Linked DNA regions of Mus musculus: all the other regions are linked to region 2. A link is a contact called in public promoter capture Hi-C data. All regions are on one chromosome and are shown on one strand. Each heading gives the region's core, a stretch centred on a gene start, on an enhancer-like site or on the middle of the called end of the contact. The rest is flanking DNA. Distances are from core to core; before and after follow the strand shown.

The links. Promoter capture Hi-C pulls out the DNA fragments that hold promoters and counts their contacts.
Region 1: a contact with region 2 is called in a promoter capture Hi-C map of second pharyngeal arch cranial neural crest. The contact joins the promoter of Adcy9 here to the promoter of Hmox2 in region 2. A contact is called at or near these places in 6 of 39 promoter capture datasets (the C10 cell line, cranial neural crest, frontonasal cranial neural crest and 3 more).
Region 3: a promoter capture Hi-C map of stem cell-derived epiblast-like cells shows a contact between it and region 2, with 3 times the contacts expected there. The contact joins the promoter of Nagpa here to the promoter of Hmox2 in region 2. A contact is called at or near these places in 2 of 39 promoter capture datasets (pre-B cells and stem cell-derived epiblast-like cells).

Annotation. Positions count from the first base shown.
Region 1 is chr16:4,417,931-4,422,263 of GRCm38.p6, forward strand. It overlaps Adcy9 (adenylate cyclase 9), which reads right to left and starts at 2,568. Exons shown (of 11, transcript NM_009624.3): 1 at 1,846-2,568; 2 at 1-1,658. The coding sequence starts at 1,615.
Region 2 is chr16:4,724,183-4,728,548 of GRCm38.p6, forward strand. It overlaps Hmox2 (heme oxygenase 2), which reads left to right and starts at 2,179. Exons shown (of 6, transcript NM_001136066.2): 1 at 2,179-2,289.
Region 3 is chr16:5,202,028-5,206,425 of GRCm38.p6, forward strand. It overlaps Nagpa (N-acetylglucosamine-1-phosphodiester alpha-N-acetylglucosaminidase), which reads right to left and starts at 1,985. Exons shown (of 10, transcript NM_013796.3): 1 at 1,870-1,985; 2 at 1,314-1,772. The coding sequence starts at 1,955.

The DNA.
Region 1 (4,333 bases), core at 1,318-3,817, 310 kb before region 2:
AGTATTTTGCAGTGGCCTCAGATATGTGAACTTTGCCAGCCACTCCCAGCTGCTCCATGAGATTAGCCAAGTTCACATCGTTGGACCACACATCAAATTTAAACCTCCTCATGCCCAGGATGCCACACAGGACAGTCCCCGTGTGAACCCCAACACGCATGTTCACCATCTCTTTCTTCTCCTGGCAGAACTGCTCGATGGCTTTTATCATGCCTAAGCCCATTTCAATGCAGCAGTAGGCATGGTCTGCCCGGGGCTCCGGACACCCTGCCACACAGTAATAACAGTCCCCCAGAGTGCTGATCTTCTCACACTTGGTCTGCTCACACAGGCGGTCAAAGCGACCGAACAGGTCATTGAGTAGGCCTACCAAGGCATGCGCAGATTTGTTGGCGCTCATCTTGGTGAAACCCACAATGTCTGCAAATAAAATACTGACTTCTTCAATCTGCTGCATCTTAAAGGGGCGGAATGCTATCGGTGCCTTCTGTATGGAGGACTTCTTCTTCCTGTTCTTGGGACTGGAGGTGGCATGCCTCTTGACGGAATTCTCACTCTCCTCGTCCCCTTGTTTCATTAAGTCGTCGGCTATGATTCTTGGCATCACTGAATGAATCATCCTCTCTTTCAGGGCTTTCTCTACTTCCAGATCTTTGCCGTGCATAATGGATTGTCCCACCTTGAGAAAGGTGCTCCTGGACCTCACCTGAGACATGACAAACAGATGGATCCCGATAGCGTGAATGCACACGTGAAGCAGGGCTCTGCTCAGCAGCTCCCAGTGCAGGGCCCCAGGGCCCGGAGAAGGGTAGCAGTCTTCGTTTCGGAAGTGGTAGCCGAAGGTCTCAAAAAGGACAGAATAGACCACCCCCAAAAACAAGCTCAGGTACAGAGGTAACTGCATGACTGTGTAGAGCAAAAGGAGCACTTCGATGCATATGGAGAAGCTTCCTACTTGAGATAAGCAAGTGTCCGCCGGAGTGGCCGTGAGAGTATGATTGGAGCTGTCAACACGTCCTGACAGAGGTGTCCAAACCTGAAACTGCGCAGCCAGGGTCAGGGCGAACACCAGCAGGGTGAGAGCCAGCGAGGTCCACGCATAATGCCGGGCGTACAGCTTGGTGAAAGTAAACAGGAAAAAGCCCACACACACCACCAGGAAGCACAGAGCTGGGACCACCATGACAATCACTTTGGATTTCATGTGGACAGCGAAATAGATGCTCCAGAGAAGGCAGGCGAAGCCCACATAAAAGAGTGCGTACCGGAAGCGGCGCTGGGTCTGCGGAAAGCAGCGCTCCAGGCAGGCCTCCTCCAGGTTCATGGAGTCGAATTTGGGGTCCCACCACCGGCTGGAGGCCCTCTCAAAAAGCTGGGGCAGCTTCTTCTGTCTGCGCAGGCGACCCCCGCCGCCAACCCTCCGGGGAAGGCCCCCTGAGTCTCCCGAGCTGCTACAGCTGGAGGAGATGCTGTACTTGCAGTGCTTCGGGTGGGTGTTGGAGGACAGCTGCTTAGGGTTGATCTTGACCCTCACGCTGTTGCTGTCTCCGCTTGAGTCGCAGCTCACCTCGGTGCTATGGTGATGCAGCAGCTGCTGGTGGGGTGAGGAAGCCATGTTGCCGAGCTCTTGGAACCTTTCCCGACCAGGTCAGGGGCACCTGCAGGCAAAACCAGCAGAATTAGAGCGGCCTGACTACACACACTCCCGGAGGGCCACGCGACCTGTGCTTGTCGCGAGTGCGAGCTCTGGCGAGCCACTTGGGAAGGCACCACCATATGTTCACCAAAACTGCCCATAACGGCGCATAAAAGCGCCAAGGCGAGCGAGAACCGCACGGGCCGTACCTGGTGCTCCCAGGGTTCTCGTGCCGCGGCCGCGCTGAGTCTTGGGTCCCCGGCAGCGCTGCGCTGCGCTCCCCTCGGGCGCCGTCGCCCGCTGGTGGCCTCTCCCCGTGCAACTCCAACTGCAGCTCCAGAGGGAAGTTCAGACCTTGAGCGCTCGGGGCACCGGGAGCAGCTTTCGCAAAAACAACTCGGGAGGCGAGCAGCGCTTCATCCTGCCGCAGCAGCGCCCGGTGCGTCAAAGCGCGCGGGCCAACCTGCGGCTCCTGCCGCGTTCCGTCCCCTTGCGGCTAAGCACCAGCGGGCTACCCTGCCCCGCGCCCCTGCTCGCGAGCTTGAGGAGCCCGAGGGCCGCCCGTCCGAGCGGCCGGTCTAGCAGGGCCTGCTGCCCGCAGCCGAACGCACCCCGGCCCAGAGCCGAGCTCGGGGCACTGCGCGGGCCCCTCCACAGACCGCCGTGCGGGCTGCCGCAGAGCCTGACTCCCGCGACGCCGGCTGGCCAGCACGCCGGTCGTCCGCACGCCGCGCCCACGCCCCAGGGGCCCTGCCTGAGCTACAGATGCCGCTGCGGCTGCGCCCGCCGCCCGCTCTCCCGCAGCCGCTGCCTCAGGTCGGAAGAGTAGCAGCCGCAGCCGCCGCCACCACCATCTCCGGCCCCCTCCTCCTCCCCCTCCCGCTGTCACTGACAGACGCGCGCCCGCGCCGCCCCTCTCCTCTGCCGCAGCGCGCACGCGCGGCCCGCGCACGTCACCGCCGGGTCCGGGACACGCGCACCAGCAGCGCGCCACCCCGCCTAGGAGCGCGCGCCCGGCTCGGGGCTGCAGCGGGGCGGGGCCGGGCGGACGCGCTCTGGGCGCCGCCCTCCGCCCTGGGCTGCTCCGAGCCTGGGCCGCCTGCTGTGGGCACCAGGCCTCCGCCTTCTTCCGAGGCCTTGGCTGCCTTTGACTACTTGCCCCGCAGCCTGGCCCCCAAGTCCGCACAGGAAGCATCTAAGCGCAGTTTACCTTTTGGATACATCGAAGTTTTCAGTCCCTGGCTTTGCTCGATTGTGACCTCCCTCCCATTCTGCCAGCAATGTAGGAGTGTTCCCAGTGGTGCTAGGCCCCTCTGAACTTGCTGGGGGATGGAAATGATCATCACCAGCCAAGCCACTTCTGATAGCTTCTAAAGTCGAGCACCACTGAGGACCACCTTTGCCAACCCCCTGGGGAAGTTATCTTCCCGACTTTGAAGATCTTTCATTCTTCACATGAACAACTGTTTTTCCCTCTCCACAAGGAAAACGTTCAAAGAAATCAGCTTCCCATTAATAAGTTCTACATTGGTCTGTGTAAACTCTGGCCTGAATAAACACAATTCTATATTCTCTGGTCGCACCCTGGCTGCCACACCGTACAGTGTTTTTCTGCAACCACAGGGGACTAACTGACCCTTCCTTCCCACAGCTCTCGGGGCCCATCCCAGGCATCCACAGTCACTGTGGAATTCAGGAATAGGAAGGTAAAATATAGACTATCTATACAACCGAATATTATTCGACTATAAAAATGAAGTACACTTGCTACAACCTCTGAAACACACTGGGTAAAAGAAACCAAACACAAGAGGCCACATATTGTATGATTGTATTAATGTGAAATGCCCAGAACAAGCAAATCTATAGAGAAAATACAGGTGATGGATGCCTGCGGTTGTATGAAGTACTAGGTATTGACTACACTATCAAGCCTGGGGGTTCCTTTTGGGGTGATGAAAACATCTGGAACTAGTGAGAACACAACGCCGTGGATTCTGTAGTAGGTATACTTCATGAACGTACTAGTGTCTTTGGATTGCTTTAATGATAAGTACAACTGCATAAATGGTAAGTTTTATGCAGTATGTATTGCACCACAATAAACAGGAACTTTTTAAAGTAAACGTGTCATTGTTGATATATTCCAGCTCAAAGTGCAAGATGTCCATCTAATTATGAGAAAACATCTGAGGAAGGAACTTAATCTGAAAAATACTCCACAACCAAACTGCCAAGTGCTCTTCACAGTGCCAGAGTCACCAAACACAGAGCCTAAGGTATTGTCACAAGTAAGGGGCAAATTGTCATTAAAGGGCAAAGTAGAACAGGAAAAAAAACAAAAACAAACAAACAAAAAACAGTGGGAAGGCAGCTGGTGAAACATGCAGTGTATTTAATGGCATCCCCATTAAATCCCACAGTTACCCAAGACATTAACAGTAGGAGAAGCTGGGTGTAGGTCGCAGGGGAACTCCCTAGTATTTTTACAACATTTTTCTAACTCTAACTTTTTTTCAGAATAAAGCTAAAGATAGAAAGAGATGTTTATTGAGCAGGAACTATGTGCCTCCTGTATCTGAGGTTTGGAAAAGCGGAGCACACACCAATAGCTAACAAGTAACAGTGGCCAGCTGGTACTGACCCGAGTATCCCAGTGCCAGAGACCAGCAAGCACTTTTCCTCATGACCTACTGT
Region 2 (4,366 bases), core at 929-3,428:
GTCTGGTTCTTGAGGTGTCTGTGGGGTGTCCCAGATGTCTGGTTCTTGAGGTGTCTGTGGGGTGTTCCAGATGTCTGGTTCTGGCAGAAGAACAGCCATTTGGATGACAGTCCTTTCCTTAAAGACAGGTAGGCAGCAAGAAAGAGTCTAAGGCAGCCATCAAATGAAGAGTCACACTGGACCGTCCTGAACATCTTTGCTTACTTTTAGAACCACAAACATTAGAAGGAGTGCTTGCCTTTAGCTAAGTGTTAGTGTTAAAATCACTAACAGTGGTTTTAACAGCCATTGACTTTACCAGAGTCCAACACCTGTATAGTGCCTCAATAAGAGATGGGTCTCTTTAATCTATCTTGCTTCCAACTGGCACCCATCAAGTGCCCTAATGATCACACCTACCCCCAGGAGAACACCTGACTGCCTCTACTTTGTTAAAAAGCCCTACTGAGCTGGCAGTGGTGGCGCATGCCTTTAATCCCAGCACTTGGCAGAGGCAGGCAGACTTCTGAGTTTGAGGCCAGCCTGGTCTGCAGAGTTTCAGGACAGCCAGAGCTACATATTGAGATCCTGTCTAGAAAAACAAAACAAAAGGAAGCCATAGGGACTGAAGGACCTTAAATCGTTATGATATTAGGACACCCATTGGTGCCAGGACAGATCTAGCAATGAATAAATTAGGTAAGAAAAGAGGTGGTACTCTGGTTTTTGGAAATGTTCACCATGAAAAGCTCTGATAATATAGCACAGTGGAGAGTTCTTGTCTAGCATGCTGGAGATCCTGGATTCAATCCCTAGTAGTGTGTCCTCTTTCAACAACAACAACAACAACAACAACAACAACACAGAAAAGAAGGCTCTGAGGAGAGCTTACATAAACTACTTTCTTGTAACTCTGTCCCAATAAAATCCAACACCCTGGTCCTGCTCATGCAGAAACTGCCTTCATACTTTGGTCATCAATTAGATTATCTAGGCTGCTTCCAGAACTTGTTGTTTTTTTTGTGAATAGTGTTGAGTAGGAAAAGATTCTGCAAATTTGGTTAAAGCTTCTAGTGTGGAAATCTTCCTAGCTTGTGGGTGCATCGTGCACCTGAATAATAGAGAGGTAGAAAGAGAACATTTGTTGGGTTGGGGAGACATAACTCTGCAAAAGTAAGGAACTTTTCTATGTCCTCCTTGCTTAATGACACGGAGACCTTTATATTTATTATAAAGGTGAGGCGCAGAGCCAGGCAGACTCTAAGCTATTCTAACCAAGTATGCTGGCCTACTTCCCAGCCATGTGGACCTTTCCTGCCTTCTCAGGCTTGCTCTGGCTCCTCCTCCTTCATTCCTGTTCGGATTCCTGTCTCCCTTCTCTCCCACCTGAGATGCTCTCTCTGTCTCTGGCCTCAGAAGTCCTGCCATATCCTCTCCTGCCCAGCCATAGGCTATTAAGCTCTTTATTTAACCAATCAGGAGGTGATAGAGAATAATATTTTATAAAATACTGAGTCATACTAAAGTCGAGACTGGAGCTGGACCTCTGGGTACAGGAATCAGACAGAATACAGAGTGCACAGAAATGTCCCTCAGCATAACTCAGTAAGAGAGCTTACTCAAAATCTAGAATTCCATCTCCAGCACAAAACCAAACCAAAACTTTAATAGTTAAAAAAGTAATTAAGTGCTGGGCAGTGAGTGGTGGTGCATGCATTTAATAACCCCAGCACTTGGGAGGCAGAGGCAGGCGAATTTCTAAGTTCGAGGCCAGCCTGGTCTACAGAGTGAGTTCCAGGACAGCCAGGGCTATACAGAGAAACCCTGTCTCGAAACACCCCGCCCCCCCAAAAAGAATCTATTAATTCTTCCCCAACAAGTTACATTCCCAACCCTTTTGTGTTTTTGTTTGAGCACTGACAAATGCTCACACTGTAGCCCAGGTTGCTCTTGAATTCTCCAGGTTGCTCTTGAATTCTCCAGCCTCAACCCCACCCCTGTCCCCCACCGAGTGCTGGGATTCCAGGCTTGAGCCCCCACTCTCGATCAACAAGCAGTTGGCTTTGGCTGACACGCTTCCTTCCTCTCCGGTTAACATTACTACTCCCCACTCCCGAAGCTTTCTCAGAAGGCAGTGTCGGCTCGCCCAAGAGCCTCCCGCTAGCTGCCGTGCGCCTGGGGGCGTGGCCTGGTGACTCCGCCCCTCGCTGCGTGCGCACGTCCTACCGTCCTGGCGCTCGCCCTCTCGGCTGCGAAGGTACAGAGAGAGTCGCAGACGCGGAGACTGACTGACCTGCGGAGCCACTGACGGTGAGTGGTCCGCTCTGTGCCCCGTCCTCCCCTCCCGGGTCCTTGCATGGCGGCGGCCTTCTTCGAAGCTCTGCTCCGCTGTCCCCCCGCGACTCGTCCTCAGCCTGAGGGGACGTCGGGCGGGGGGTGGCCGGAAGCGGGCTGAGGCGGGCGAGCGAGCGAGCGGGAGACTGGGGGTCGGAGAGGGGCCACCGAGCGGGCCTTGAGCGTCAAATGAGCCCGAAACCGCGGACGTCGCGCTCTAGACGGCTTTGAGCTCCATCCCCAAGAGTCCTCTGGTGTTCCCGTGGGGCATAGCCCCTCCCAGCGTCACGAATGCTCTTGAGGTGACTCCGGGGTCGAAGTTAGTGCAGCAGCGCAGCACATGAGCCTACCTGAGGTCCCGGAGGAGCCCGGGGCGTGGCGGCCTTGTTGGCCAGCCTTCAGTGGCTCCCCTCGGTGGCAAGATCCCTTAGAATCCCTGTGGGGACTTGATGAGTGACCTGTGGTTCTGAGTGCAAGACTGGGAGGACTCAGTCGTAGATGTAGCCGGTTGGTCTGGCCCAGGAGGTCACCTGTCACCACCAAAGCACAGAGCTCCAGGTGACTTAATTGCTCTGTAAGAACTGCCTGGACCGCCTTGCACACTGCTTGCACAAGGACTGTCTTGTGTCATGCCGTTTAAATTGGTTCTGAAGGACCAGTTGTGGCCTGTGTTCAATTGTGGGCACCGCAAACTCAACTAGAGAAGGGAGTGTTCCCGAAAGACAGAAATATCATATACTGTCCAGTTGAGGGAGAGCGCTTGCTCTCCAGTCCTTTCTAAATCCTTGAGTGTTTTACTACCTATAAAGTGAGAATATTAAGAGACTCGTGAAGTAAATCCACGAACATTCCACAGGCGAGATAACAGCACTGAAGATCTTAGTTATGCATAGACATCCTGTGATTTTTTCAGAAGTGGATTAGAGATTAGAAATGGTTTTGTTTAAGTGGTCATACTGGCCTTAAACAGTCTAGTCATGTAGAAGGTTTTGTGCGTTCCTATTTCTGGTATAGTGCTTCAGTTTATAATAGTTATTATAAATGTCATTTAATACATAATTATTAAGAAAGTTTTTTTTGGCGGTGCAGTTTGAACAAGATGAGCATGTATTTTACTACTGAGCCCACAACCCTACCCAGTGTTTTGTGTTTTGAGAAGGAAATCTTGCCATGTAGTGTGCACTAACTGAATTTGAGATCCTCAGGCTCCTAACTGTTAGGATTATGATGAGCTTGCACTATAGTGCCCAGCCTAAATCTTTTTTTCCCCCCTTTGAGTCAGGCTCTCTCAAAATTATTTAGTCCTGTCTTTAAACTTTCTCTATAGACAGGCCTCAACTCACAGAGATCCCACTGCCTCTGCCTCCTCTGTGCTGGGATTAAGGTGGGTACATCATGCTGTTTTGTCAATGTTTTTAGTTTCTTTGAAGAGTAAAAAGTATTCAGTTTTTTCTTTTTTTCCCAGAAACATCACAAGACATAATCTGTTTGCTAGGAGTTCCCAGTTCAGTAGGATATTTATAAATTCACTTGATAAAAATTGGTAAACATTTGCTGATAAAGTCCCTCAGCCAAAACACTGATTAGGGTGTGAGGATCTGTGAGCCTTGGAAAGTTGCATGCTTACTGAATGGCCTGATCTCACTGGGGACCTGAAGAGGAAATCCTGCAAGGCCCCTGGTTTGACTTGAGTTCCTTTCTTTCTTTGCTTGTGGCAGTCAGTTGAGACGTTGAGTCACTAGATATAGGAATATGAGTGCTCTACAATTGCTAAAGCCACTGAGCTACAGAGGTCAAATGTTAATTGTCTTTAACTTAGTCAGATGTGTTGAAACTTGGCAGACTTGGATAGTTGGGCCTACCTTGACTTTTAAATTTTTCTTTTAATAGCAGACTGTACAGGACAGCTGTACTTTGCATCAGAATTGCACCAAAAACTAGAATATCACCCTTCCAGAAGGCAGATCTTTTAGAAACTGGAATTGCATAATTCAGAGTAAAATTCATAACTTAGCCTTTCACTCCTTGGAGAAACAAAACAAAATAAAACCTC
Region 3 (4,398 bases), core at 735-3,234, 480 kb after region 2:
TACACAGGAAATAAAATTCCTCCTGAGCTATAGCTATGACACAATGAAAGAACCTTCTTCTCTTGCCATCTTTAGTAACATGTGCTGACCTCATAATAAAAGAAGTAGCAGTGAGCTACACATGGACAGGATAGGCAGCTGTTTGGCAGTTAACAAGGGAGGATGGGCTGGAAAGACAGAGCATTGGGTAAAAGCCTTCCCACCACACATGTGAACCTGCGTTCAGATCCTCAGCACCCATGAGAAAGCTGGCTGGAACAGCACACACTGTAGCCTTAGTGCTGGGGTGGGGTGGACAGAGGGAAGCAGGAGGGCCCTGGGGTTTGCCGGCCAGCCAGGTTAACTGAACCAGTGATCTCTAGATTCAGATTTTGTGTTAGAAAATAAGATGGAGGAAAAGAGAATAGAAGACATTTGAAATCAAACTCTGGTCTCCCCTCAGGCACACACAGATGCACACACATTTAAAAAAAAAAAGTAGGAGGTGAGCAGGTCAGTGGACCATTGTAAAGGAGCAATAGGGGTACTGAGACAGTGATCATGACAACAAGTCTGGAAGGGAGTCCAAGAGAGGAGCAAGGGAGATGGCTGGAATGTAGAGAGGTTGAAGGACAGAGCCAGGGAAGAGAAACTGCAGGCGCTGGTCACTGGCAGAAGTTTTAGGATCTGTGAAAACCTAAGATCAACAGTGGTGACACTGGCTGATGTTGAAGGATGAAGAACCAGATACATGGGCAGGCCCAGAAATTGCAACCAAGGGCTGAGAAGAGTTGGGGAAAGCCCACTTCCCAGCCTTGGCAAAAAACGGAACCTTGGAAGAGAACTGGAACACCAGATGGCGCTACCTTCTACTCCTGCCTGCCTGCTGTCAACTCTGGCTGCTGTCAAATTTCAAGAAACACAGAAACTTCCAAAGGCTGCCCTCAACAAGCTCCTTGTCTAACCTGGATTTTTATCAGGACAGCAAAAGGCCTCCAGCTAGCTGTCTGGGACTGCTCCATAAACTCTACACTATTTCCAATTGGTTCCATGGCTTCGTTGAACACGAAATGTTTCTCTAATACTACACAAAGTTCACTAGGGCACAAACTGTGTTCAGGCTCACGGTCGCCTCCCCAAGTCCCCACACACGGCCTGATCACAGATTATTCAGTGGCACATGAATAAACTTAAAGGAAGGAAGGTGTCAGCGTCATTACTCGGAAGAAGAAAGACAGGAAGTTTGGTTAGGGACCTGGACTCGGAGGCATGGCTCTGAAAGAACATCAGAGACCCTTTGCCCTCTACAGCCCCGGGGCTCCCTGCCTCCTCACCCGGTGACTATGGTTCCATCGCGTCGGATACCGAACTGCGCGTTCTGCAGTCCCCCTGAGCTGCTCACCAGCCGCCCGTCGCTCACCACGTTCCCCAAGCACTCGCCAGTGCTCATGCGGAAGAAGCCACCGTTCTGAGCGATGCGGCAACCGGCCGGGACGGCTGTGTCCTCCACAGTAGCGCGGCGCTTCTGCGCGCAGCCCCCGGCTCCTCCGGGCTCCAGCACCGAGAAAGTGCGTAGGGGATCGGCGACCCGCGTCAGGTGGCCGGCCACCGCGCGCCCCTCGAAGTGCGACACGAAGGTGCGCACGGCCGCGTGGTGGCTGGCGCCGGGGTTCGTGGGTGGCGGAGGCCAGCTCTCCTGCTCTGGGCTACCTGAGCGCACCCGGGCGCAGTCTCGCGAGGGACGTCTGCGCGCTAGTGGGTAAGGCAGCAGCAGGTCATCGTCGCGGGAAACCCTGCAGGGACGGGGCGATCGTGAGGTCGGAGGGCTGTGCCTGAGAGCGCTCAGGAAAGGTGGACCCCAGCCAGGCTGGCCCCGGCGGCTGCACTCACCCGAAGCTTAGGCTGCACCACGCCACCCCGAGTAAGCCGAGCAGCGCGGGTATGAGGAACAGCCCGGGCCCCCTGGGCGCCGCCATATTGGATTGGTGCTCCGGTCACGTGGGCTCGCCCCACGTGATTCCAGGCCAGGCTGTTGGGTGCTTTGATTACGCATTCGAATTCCATCAGAGAGGGTAAGGCTGGAAGGGAGATAGATAGCTTTTTATTCTCATATTATGTCAAACTTACAGAAAATTGCAAGAACAGATGCTGGGCCTGTGTAAGTCTGTACAGAACTTGCTTCTCGTGCTTAAAGCCCTAGTTCCTTCTGTGTTGCACAAACCAGAAGTGGTGGCCCACGCCACAACCCCAGCATTCAGCAGAGGCAGGAGAATCGGAAGTTAAGAGGTTGGCTATTCTTGGCTAGTTAGTTAGTTTGAGACCAGTCTGGACTACTTGAGACTTTATCTGAAAGACAAGAAGAGGAAAAGGAGCCTAGGGGGTAAGAGGAGGAAAAGATGGAGGAGGAGGAAGAGGAACTTTTAAGAGTGAAGCTCGAGGCCAGCCTGGTCTACAGAGTGAGTTCCAGGACAGCCAGGGCTACACAGAGAAACCTTGTCTCGAAAAACAAAACAAACGAGAGAGAGAGAGAGAGAGAGAGAGAGAGAGAGGCTTGCAGCCCACTCGTGGTGGTGCACACCTTTCATCCTAGCATTTGCTAGACCTGTCTGACTGGATTAACTCTTGTGTTTTGGGTAGCTTGGTTTATCTTCGTTTTTGTTTAATTTTATTTTTGAAGCAGGGTCTCTGATTTATAGGTAGGCTGGCTTGAAATTCAGTGTGTAGACTGGTCTAGAGCCTCTTGCTTCTACCTAATCCCCAAGTGATGGGATTAAAGGCACAGGTCCCCAACCTGGCCCTGTTTTGGGTATCTTAGAATGACAGGTCTCCACTCTTTCCTCCTCTTGACCAGAAGAAACTAGTTTTCCTCTAGGATATAGGAACGACTGGCGAGATGGCACAGCACATAAATGAACTCGCTGTGCAACCTGAGATGAAGACCCTGAACCCATGGAGAGGAGGAAGAAGAGAATTGGCTGTAGAAAGTCTGATCTACATGTGTGCACCACTGCCTATGCACCCACTTGTATCTCACACACAGACCATAATAACTGACTGACTCAAGCTTTCAGGTGACAAGTGTCCTGTGTTATAGTAAGTCCCGAGCCTGGGATCCTCCTGGCGAGTGTCCCCTTGAAGCACGGCTTGTGCTTCAGTGCTGCCTGTCAGAGGCTGCTCTTCTTAGGGCTTACCCAAAGGCAGAGCCCAACGCAAAGTCCAGTTCCTGACCTCCTCAGGGGCATTGTCAATCTAGTAGGTGCCAGGGATTTGAATAGGTTTAAGCCCCTTTCTGTCTACAGTGAGCAGTGTGTGTGCTTGAAACCAGAGCCATGCTTCTTGGGGTCTGTGTGTGATCAGGCTCAGCCATCTGTACTGAGCCTTGTCCTTCCCAAAACTCATGGTCTTTGCAAGGCCTCAGAATGGGTTTCTTTGTATGTCTGGGTTTCTTAGGCACAATTTGTTTAGATGAGGTCATCCTAGAACTCAGGGGATTGCAAACCTAGTCTGACTGCTGTACTGAGAAGAGGCAGATACACACAGGGGAGGCAGGGCCACATGGAGGCATTGCAGCCACTGGAGAGGGGCAGCCACAAGCCAAGTGATGTCTAAGATGTCCAACAGCCACCGCCACTCAGAGGCAGGCAGCAGACTGAGCCCAGATTCTTCTGAGATCTCCAGAGAGCCTGCATGGCTGGCGTGCTAGTTCTTAGAAGCTCACACAGCTAAGAGCCAGCAAACAGCTCTTCACAAATGACTCTGAGGTCTGAAGTAAGCATAGCTCACTCCTGTGAATGCTGTTCAGAGGCTGCTTCTGGGGGCTGTGGTGTCAGCTGATCTGCTTTGATACCACTGTGTCGATGCGGCAGGGCCATGTCTCTGTTCTTTGCTAAAGGCGGGCAGCCAGCAAGCCAGGCCTGCCAGCATCCTCCCTGACTCCAGAAGTTCTCTGGCTGTCAGGAGCAGGCTACTGATAAGGCAAGTACTGACTTTGCTCTTACCTCTTTCAAAGTCTGATTCTCCCCCCAGAGGTGCTATCCTGTTCAAGCTTGGCCGACAACTGAGCTGGCGAAATGTTTTTGTACACGTGTAAAGTTTACCCCTGTATTATTTCAAATGCTGATTTCTTCATCTCACTCTCTGGTTTCCATCTGTGCACATGGCTTTGTTATATTAACTCTGAGAAGCTTCTGTCTCAAGTTTGTAGAAACATTGTTCCTTATTCGTTCTCTGCCTTGCCAATAAAAGCCAACAGGCCAATACAGAGCTTTAGAGAGAATAGGTGGAACTTGTGATTCTAGGAGGGGTGGAGAAAGAGACAGGAAGGAAGGAGGGAAGCCATGAAGAGAGGCTGAGGAAGCATCAGAAGAGAGCTGGAGCAAGAGAGGAGACATGCACGTAACAGGGATATGAGTGGGAGGA